Regions from separate parts of the Mus musculus genome. Here region 1 is linked to region 2. The links are chromatin contacts, called in public HiChIP or PLAC-seq maps. All regions are on one chromosome and are shown on one strand. The core of a region is the stretch at or near the end of the contact, and the rest is flanking DNA. Distances in the headings are between cores, read along the strand shown.

The links. HiChIP or PLAC-seq counts read pairs in DNA pulled down with a chosen protein or histone mark.
Region 1: an H3K4me3 HiChIP or PLAC-seq map of the 230-238 cell line shows a contact between it and region 2, with 4 times the contacts expected there. The contact joins two enhancer-like sites. A contact is called at or near these places in 4 of 115 datasets of contacts at active chromatin or transcription factors (the 230-238 cell line, embryonic stem cells and large pre-B cells) and 1 of 9 other capture datasets (embryonic stem cells).

What each region holds. Positions count from the first base shown.
Region 1 is chr12:56,402,100-56,405,812 of GRCm38.p6, reverse strand. No RefSeq gene overlaps it. Among named protein-coding and RNA genes, the nearest start is that of Mbip, 58 kb to the right of the region's middle. Within about 2 kb of position 2,027, at least 23 of the 459 cell types and tissues checked have an H3K27ac peak or open chromatin away from gene starts, as enhancers often do. A contact at or near this core is called in the 230-238 cell line, where this site is marked.
Region 2 is chr12:55,947,421-55,950,841 of GRCm38.p6, reverse strand. No RefSeq gene overlaps it. Among named protein-coding and RNA genes, the nearest start is that of Gm22296, 38 kb to the right of the region's middle. Within about 2 kb of position 1,636, at least 6 of the 459 cell types and tissues checked have an H3K27ac peak or open chromatin away from gene starts, as enhancers often do. A contact at or near this core is called in the 230-238 cell line, where this site is marked.

The DNA of each region.
Region 1 (3,713 bases), core at 778-3,277, 450 kb before region 2:
GGCTTTTAACAGGCTATCAGGTCACACACAGTACTTTTCTGAGAAAAACTCACTTATGTATCTCATCACTGATCAAATTCAAGTACTTTATATTTACAGTTTAAAAGCCCAAAATGGGTTAGTTTATCATAGCCCAGGTTCATGACACTGATGCATGCACTCGTGCCGAGTGGCTATGAGCTCCGTGCTCTTCGATTTAAGTGCAGGAAGCTTTTATTTTTGAATTTCTACCTACTCATGGCAATACATCAAACAATCAGTTTTAATATCTTTAGGGTTAAGTGCACTCATGTAATTTAGAATTAAATGATTTTTATTAAGCACTTTTTACAGACTATCTACATGCTATGCAACTCCACAGTCTAAGGATCACAGTGACTGGTAAAGCAGCAGCCCCCATGAATTAGGGAAACATTAGTGAAATGCATTTTCTGAATACATCACAGAATGCATTCAATATTAAGTAACTCAAATGTCACAAGGGTTCAAATGAAAATGTCCCCCCTACAAAGCAAATACATTGGAACCCTGTGGGCTATATTGGATTTATAGTGGCACTTCCCTGGTTTGTGGCCTTTCTGCTTCTTTGGTCCGACATGCCCCTAAAATCCATCCTCACCATCCAGAACTCAGTTTGTACATCCCGAGGAGTGATTTCTCTTAGATGCGGCTGGGAAGGGAAACAGGAAGAAGTCAGTTTACTCAAGTATACCCTTGGGGGAAAAAAAACTGCAGTCAAACTGCTTGCCAGCAGAGGGCAGCACACATCTGTGGCCTTGCACATGCTCAGATACGCTTTGGGTATTCCCTTTGAAGGTCAACTCAAAAGAGGGGCAGGGTATTGTATCAGGGGTCACCAGCACACCATGTGGTTTATATCATCCAGTTTCAACCAGATCATATCTCCAGTTTATGGTGACCAGGACAACTCAAGGAAAAGATCCTCTTCCCTTCCAGACAGCTGAATGTGGGTTGTTGTAAAGATCATTTAGAGACACACCTAGGGTAGGCTTTCTCTAAGATTTTTGGATGAGTTCTCTTATTGGTTGTTCAAAGTGGTGTGGTCAATCTTGAAGCCATATTCTACACACAGAACAACAAAATCGGACCCAGAAGATAATATTTATGTATATTTGTGCATAAATATGTGTATATATATATGCATGTATGTATATATATATGTATGTGTATATGCGTGTGTATGTGTGTGTGTATATGTGTGTGTATATATGTGTATATACACACATATATTTTTACATATATAAAGCATATACTCAAAGAAGAGGGTATCAACTTGAAAGTGAAAGGACATGGGAAGAGTTTAAGGAAGGGTAGTTGGGAGGGGCTGGAGGGAGGAAACAGAGAGAGGAAATGATGCAATACTCTTTCAATTAAAAACATTAAAAAAAAGACTTCAGAAAAAAATCACAGAGATTTAATTTTTGTTCAGAGGGGTTTTGTGTTTTATTATGGGGTCCTGAGGCTTATAAGAGATTCTCTTCCCCACCCCCACCCCCACCCTCAAAGACAAATCGTATCTAGATATTTAAAAGAAATTATTCAATTTGTGTCTACATGAACAAGAAACCCTCTCTTTACCTGTAGAAAGGTATCTACAATTAAAAAGACCTTAAGAGGAGCCATCTACCCCATGTGAGCTAATACCCACTTCAGCTAACTCAAATGATTGCTTTTGGAAGGGCTTCTGATCTCAGCTATAAGAGAAAACCATTTTTTCAGTAGATTGAGCAAGGGTTGATGCTAATGGGGTCCTTAAATTCTAGGGCTAACCCAGGTCAATTGATACATTGTTTCTTCTACGAAGCATTAGTTTTGTAAGTTGAATGATCATTGTAACAATTGTGCTTGCTGCCAGGATGGCACATTTCTCAGCAATGAGGAGACGATGCTGTTGCTAAATATGTCTTCAGGAAATGAAGTCGTCTTCTGGGTACTTCTGAGTGACAAACATGAGCACACCATCCCATCACTGTGATGTTACTTGAGTTTGCAAGTGAAAACTCCCAAAGGAGTCACAAGATGTCTCCTCTAGAGGGTTGGGGTGATGATCGTTGCTCACAGGAGGGCCCCTGGGAGAGTTGAAGAGAGATCCAGAATAGATACTGAGGTGACAACACAAGGGTCGGGGCGAGGACTCAGGGAATTCAAAATATATACAGAAATAGACAGAATAGCCTAATAAATTACCATGGTTTGAATAGTTAACACTACCAATATATCCATGAGCTTACCTTTTCTACAGTACACATTTCCACCTGCTATGCTGGACTATCCTAAAATATCACTATTAATAGTACTGTGCTGATTTAATTTTTATTTAGTCAAGTTTACTAGGTTTTTGTTGTTGTTGTTGGGATTTTTTTTGCCAGTATTTGGATCAGGTTGAGACCTCTCTCTCTCTCTCTCTCTCTCTCTCTCTCTCTCTCTCTCTCTCTCTCATATACACACACACACACACACACACACACACACACACACACACACACAAAACCTTTGGTACTGTTCTAAAGATGAGGGAAATGAGCTCTAGAGTCCACAGTGGCCCAGTTTATAGAGAAGGTAGATGAAACCTTGGCAACCTGAGGCAGGTCTCCTCCTGACCGGTGCACCATGTCTCTGCCTAGTGAGCCTTCCACAGCTCATGATCACACTCATGTTTGTTCATGCTTGGCTGCTGAACGGTGAAATCACTCCGTTCCAGGGTGGCTGCTTTTACAAGCCTTTGAAGGCAGTGTGCCGTGAAGGGGAGGCTGCCCATAGATTCCCTTGAGATTATCACGAAAGCCCCTGCACCCTGTCTGAAGGCACTCTACATATTTGCATAGATGGACTCAAACATGCATGTGCGAACATATGCAACACAATCACACACCAGATGTCAAAAGAGCATCCAGGGACTTGTTTGCTCATTATTATGTCACCTCAGCATGAGTCAGTAAACACATTTTCAGTTACCTGGAACCTGGATTGGATACTACTGGTTTTTTTGTTTATGTGTTTAATTGTTTTGTTTTGTTTTTAATTTGGTTTTCTAGAGAACAGTATACTTTGATTATATTTGTGTTTGTAGGCAGATGACAATGACCTATTTAATCAATACATCTAAAGGCTAAGGGGTAAACTATATTATTCAGGTTCTTCAAAAAAGCTTATGCTAATTTAACTTGACCCGTAGCATTTCAGGTTAATATGATTTGGATGACATGTATCATTTTTAGAAATTGATGTTTTTGTTGCTGGTTTCTCCTGACATGTCTGAGCTATAATATGGAATGTGATACTCCTTCAACAAAGAAGGTAATTCTCACTAGTGAGGGTAATTAATGGCTATTTGATCATATCACAGCATAGAAACGATGTTTTTGCCACACAATAGGTTTCCTAATTGGTGAACCAAGGATGACCACGTTCATTTTCTGCCCATAGAGATTTCCTACTGTGCGTGGCATTATCTCTTAATACTGTGCTCACAGCGAATGATGGTCATAGCTAGTAAGAAAATTAATTTCCGTGCTTCAACGATCATTATAAAAGACCTAATAATGCTAATTTAGGTTTAGGATGAATCATCTAATTAGTTAATTATGTAGGACCTTCCCGTCAGCAGCCCACAATGGAGTGTGCTGTGTTGTAGGTGTTTGATAAAGATGAACAACAATACCAAGGGAAAGGAAATGGATGCACACTGACCC
Region 2 (3,421 bases), core at 387-2,886:
GCAAGATCAGCTAAAATACATGTCAGTACCTCTAGATTCTGAGCATCCTGAGAGCTAGCAAAGTTGATTCTTCTTACTACTGAGTCCTCAGAAGCTAGCACAGTATTTGACATATAACAGTCACTCAATAAATATCTGATAATTCATTAATCACATGATTTTATGAGAAGTAACCAACAGCAGGGGTTGTAGAGATAGAGAATACGAAGCACACAAGAGTTTAAACAAGGGACAACTCTAGTTTAGAAAAAAAGGAAAGTGAGAAATCCAGGATGACCCCTAGGTTCATGGCCTGGGAGATCAGGTAGATAAAAACATCCTACAACCAGAGAGGAAATGGAGAGTCAGACATGTTTCCAGGAATGCATAATGAATTGCATTTCAGACACATCGACTTTGAGACTCTTCTAAAGAGACTTGTCCAAAAAGCAGCTGGCTCTGTGGATACATAACTCCCTGACAAGTCGTAGAGGTTACAGGTATCAAAACATCACACAGAAAAATGTAGAGTTCAAGTCTTTTTCTCCTATGATGTGCTGTATCCATCTTAAGCTACCCCAGGGTCTCAGAAAAATACTTTAAAAGACTTGAACAGATCTGAAGAAGCCTCTTGAATAAAACTTGAGCCCCACTTGTGGGGAACTCAGTGACCCACCTCCATTTACAAGCCAGGCAATCCTCCATTCAGGAATAAGCACAATCAAGTATACCTACTCTCATAAAATAATATCATTTTGAAGTAGAATGAAGTGTAATGATGCACATACACTCTCTCTCTCTCTCTCTCTCTCTCTCTCACACACACACACACACACACACACACACACACAAACCCATACCTTGTATGCTAACTTAAACATTATTTTTAATTATAATTAAATATCTGCCTATACACACCAAAACATAAGTACCAACCCCTGCCAGAACATAGCTTAATCTTGAAAGCATGCTAAGTGAATGAAGTCAGACACAAAAGCCATATACATTTATTGCACTCATATACAGATCCATACAGACAGAATCGTGGTTGCCAAAGGATGGGGAAGCAAGAAGATGGTTGTGACTCTTACTAGTGTGACATTCCAAGAAGTGAAATGTTTTCACTATAAAAACTTCACGGCATTGGAGAAATAAATCAAAGAACACCAAAAGATAGAAAGACCCCTCACAATCATTGGCAAATTAATATTAGGAAAGTTGACTACACTTTTAATCTCTATAAATTTAATGCAATTGCCATCAAAACCCCATTGGCATTCTTCACAGAACTACAAAAATAATCTAAAATTCATATTGAGGCCCAAACCCATTAAAAGTAATATCCAAAGCAGCTCTTAGCAGAACGAGTGATACTGAAGACATTGTGATATCACAATACCTGATCTCAAACTATATTATAGAGCCATAGTAACAAACCATGGTGCTGGCCCAAAAATAGACATACAGGCTCATGGACAAGAACAAAGGCCCCCAAAACAAACCCAGGCAGTTACAGCCGCCTAATTTTTAGCAAAAGCATCAGAAGCATACATTGAAAAACAGACAGCTGTTGGTCTTCCTGCTCAGATGAAAAGGTGTCCTGAGACAAGGGGGCCAAGATACCACACAGCTCCGAAGTGAAACAGTGTCTCAATGGAAGAGCATTCTGAAACATGAGAAACCAGAAACCACAGAGCTCTGAGAGGAAGCCTCCTCAGCAGAGGTGGTACAGCTCCCAGGGGAACTCAGGAGCCTCAGCCCCGCCCCTTCCCCTCCTCCCCCCCTCCTTCCCTTCTTTCATTCATTTCATTCTTGTCTTCTAATGAGAGTCACACCAGGCAGCAAATTTGGGAGGGTCCAGGGTGTGGAGGGATGAATCCTGGAGTAGTTGTCTCTGCCCCCAGGAAATGACAGCAGGGAACTGAGTAGACACAGCCTTTATAAAGGGTTTCTTGGGGTAGAGGAGCTTTCTAGGACAGAGATTTCTAGAGTGAGTATTGATGGGATTTCAAGTCCTGAGCTTGGGGGAAATGGTTAGTTGTCTTGTTCAGGGATTGATAGGTTTTCCTGCTCAGGGACTGGTGGGTTTTCCTATTCAGATTTTTCTCCTAAAATTATCATAATCTGAGAAGGGTCTTAATTGAGGGGCTGCAAACACCTTTAGGACAGTTAGGGAGGCCTGAGGGGAGGGTCCTGGCTGATGGAGCTTCTAAGACTGGGCCTGGCCATTTTCCTGCCTTGAGCATTTACAAAGTTTACAAAATCTACAAAATTTACAAAGGGAGTCCACAGCATGGACTCTGTGTGCTGTCCAGCAACAGCCTCATTAAGAAATGATGCTAAGAAAAGCTGCATCTTCACGTGTAGAATGAAATGCAGTCTATATCACAGGCACAAAAATCTACTCAAACTGGATTGACAGCTTTACATAAGACTTGTGACCTTGAAACTGCCAGAGGGAGACATAGATTAACACCTCAAAATCTAGGCACAGACAAGAATTTTCTGAAAAGGGCACCAATAACATAGGAAAAAAATATCAAAATCCAATAAATGGGATTAAAGGACAGTACAGCACAGGGATCATTGGCAGAATGAAGAGACAACTACAGGATGGGTTAAAAATCTTTGCCAACAGACAGAGGATTCATATCTGTGATATATATTATATACCTAAGAGAGGATATATTATTCTCTGGGTATGTACACAGACTCACATTCTAGGGCTGGGGACATGACGCAGTGCTTGCTGCACAGTCTGAGGACTTGATCTCAGATTCCCCGGTACTCACGTACCCGCCACACATAAGCACGCTCGCCTGCAGCCCCAGCACTGAGAGGGTGGAAGCTGACAGATTCCAGAAGGATCCAGAGCCGGCCCACCTAGCTGACATGTAATCTCCAAGGTCAGTGGGAGATTGGCTCAAAAATAAGCTGGAGAGAAATAGAAGTTGCCCAACATCAGCCTGTGTCATCCAAGCTTGAATGCACATTCACATCACATCACATCACATCACATCACATCACACCACATCACATAAAAGTATAACAACAAACAACAATAAAAACCGGCAAAACTAAACTCCAAAAAGCCAAATCATCTAATCAACCAAGGAGTTCATGAAGTGAGCAGACAGTTCTCAAAAGAAAAAATGGCCAGTAAATACCTGGAGGAAAGGATCCAAGGATGGGCACATGGCTCAGTAAAAGTGCTCGCTGCACAAGCTTAAACTCCTGAGTTCAAATCCTCGGGGCCTTCATTAAAAGGCCAGTCATTGTTGTGCGTGTCCCGTTCACCCCCAGCGATAACACAGATACCGCGTGCACCCACAGGTACACACCTACACACACACACAAACACACTACTCAGTGTTCAGCATCCTTAGACATCAGGGAAATGAAAACTACAAGTGCTTTCTGACTCCAGCTCACCCTAGTCAGA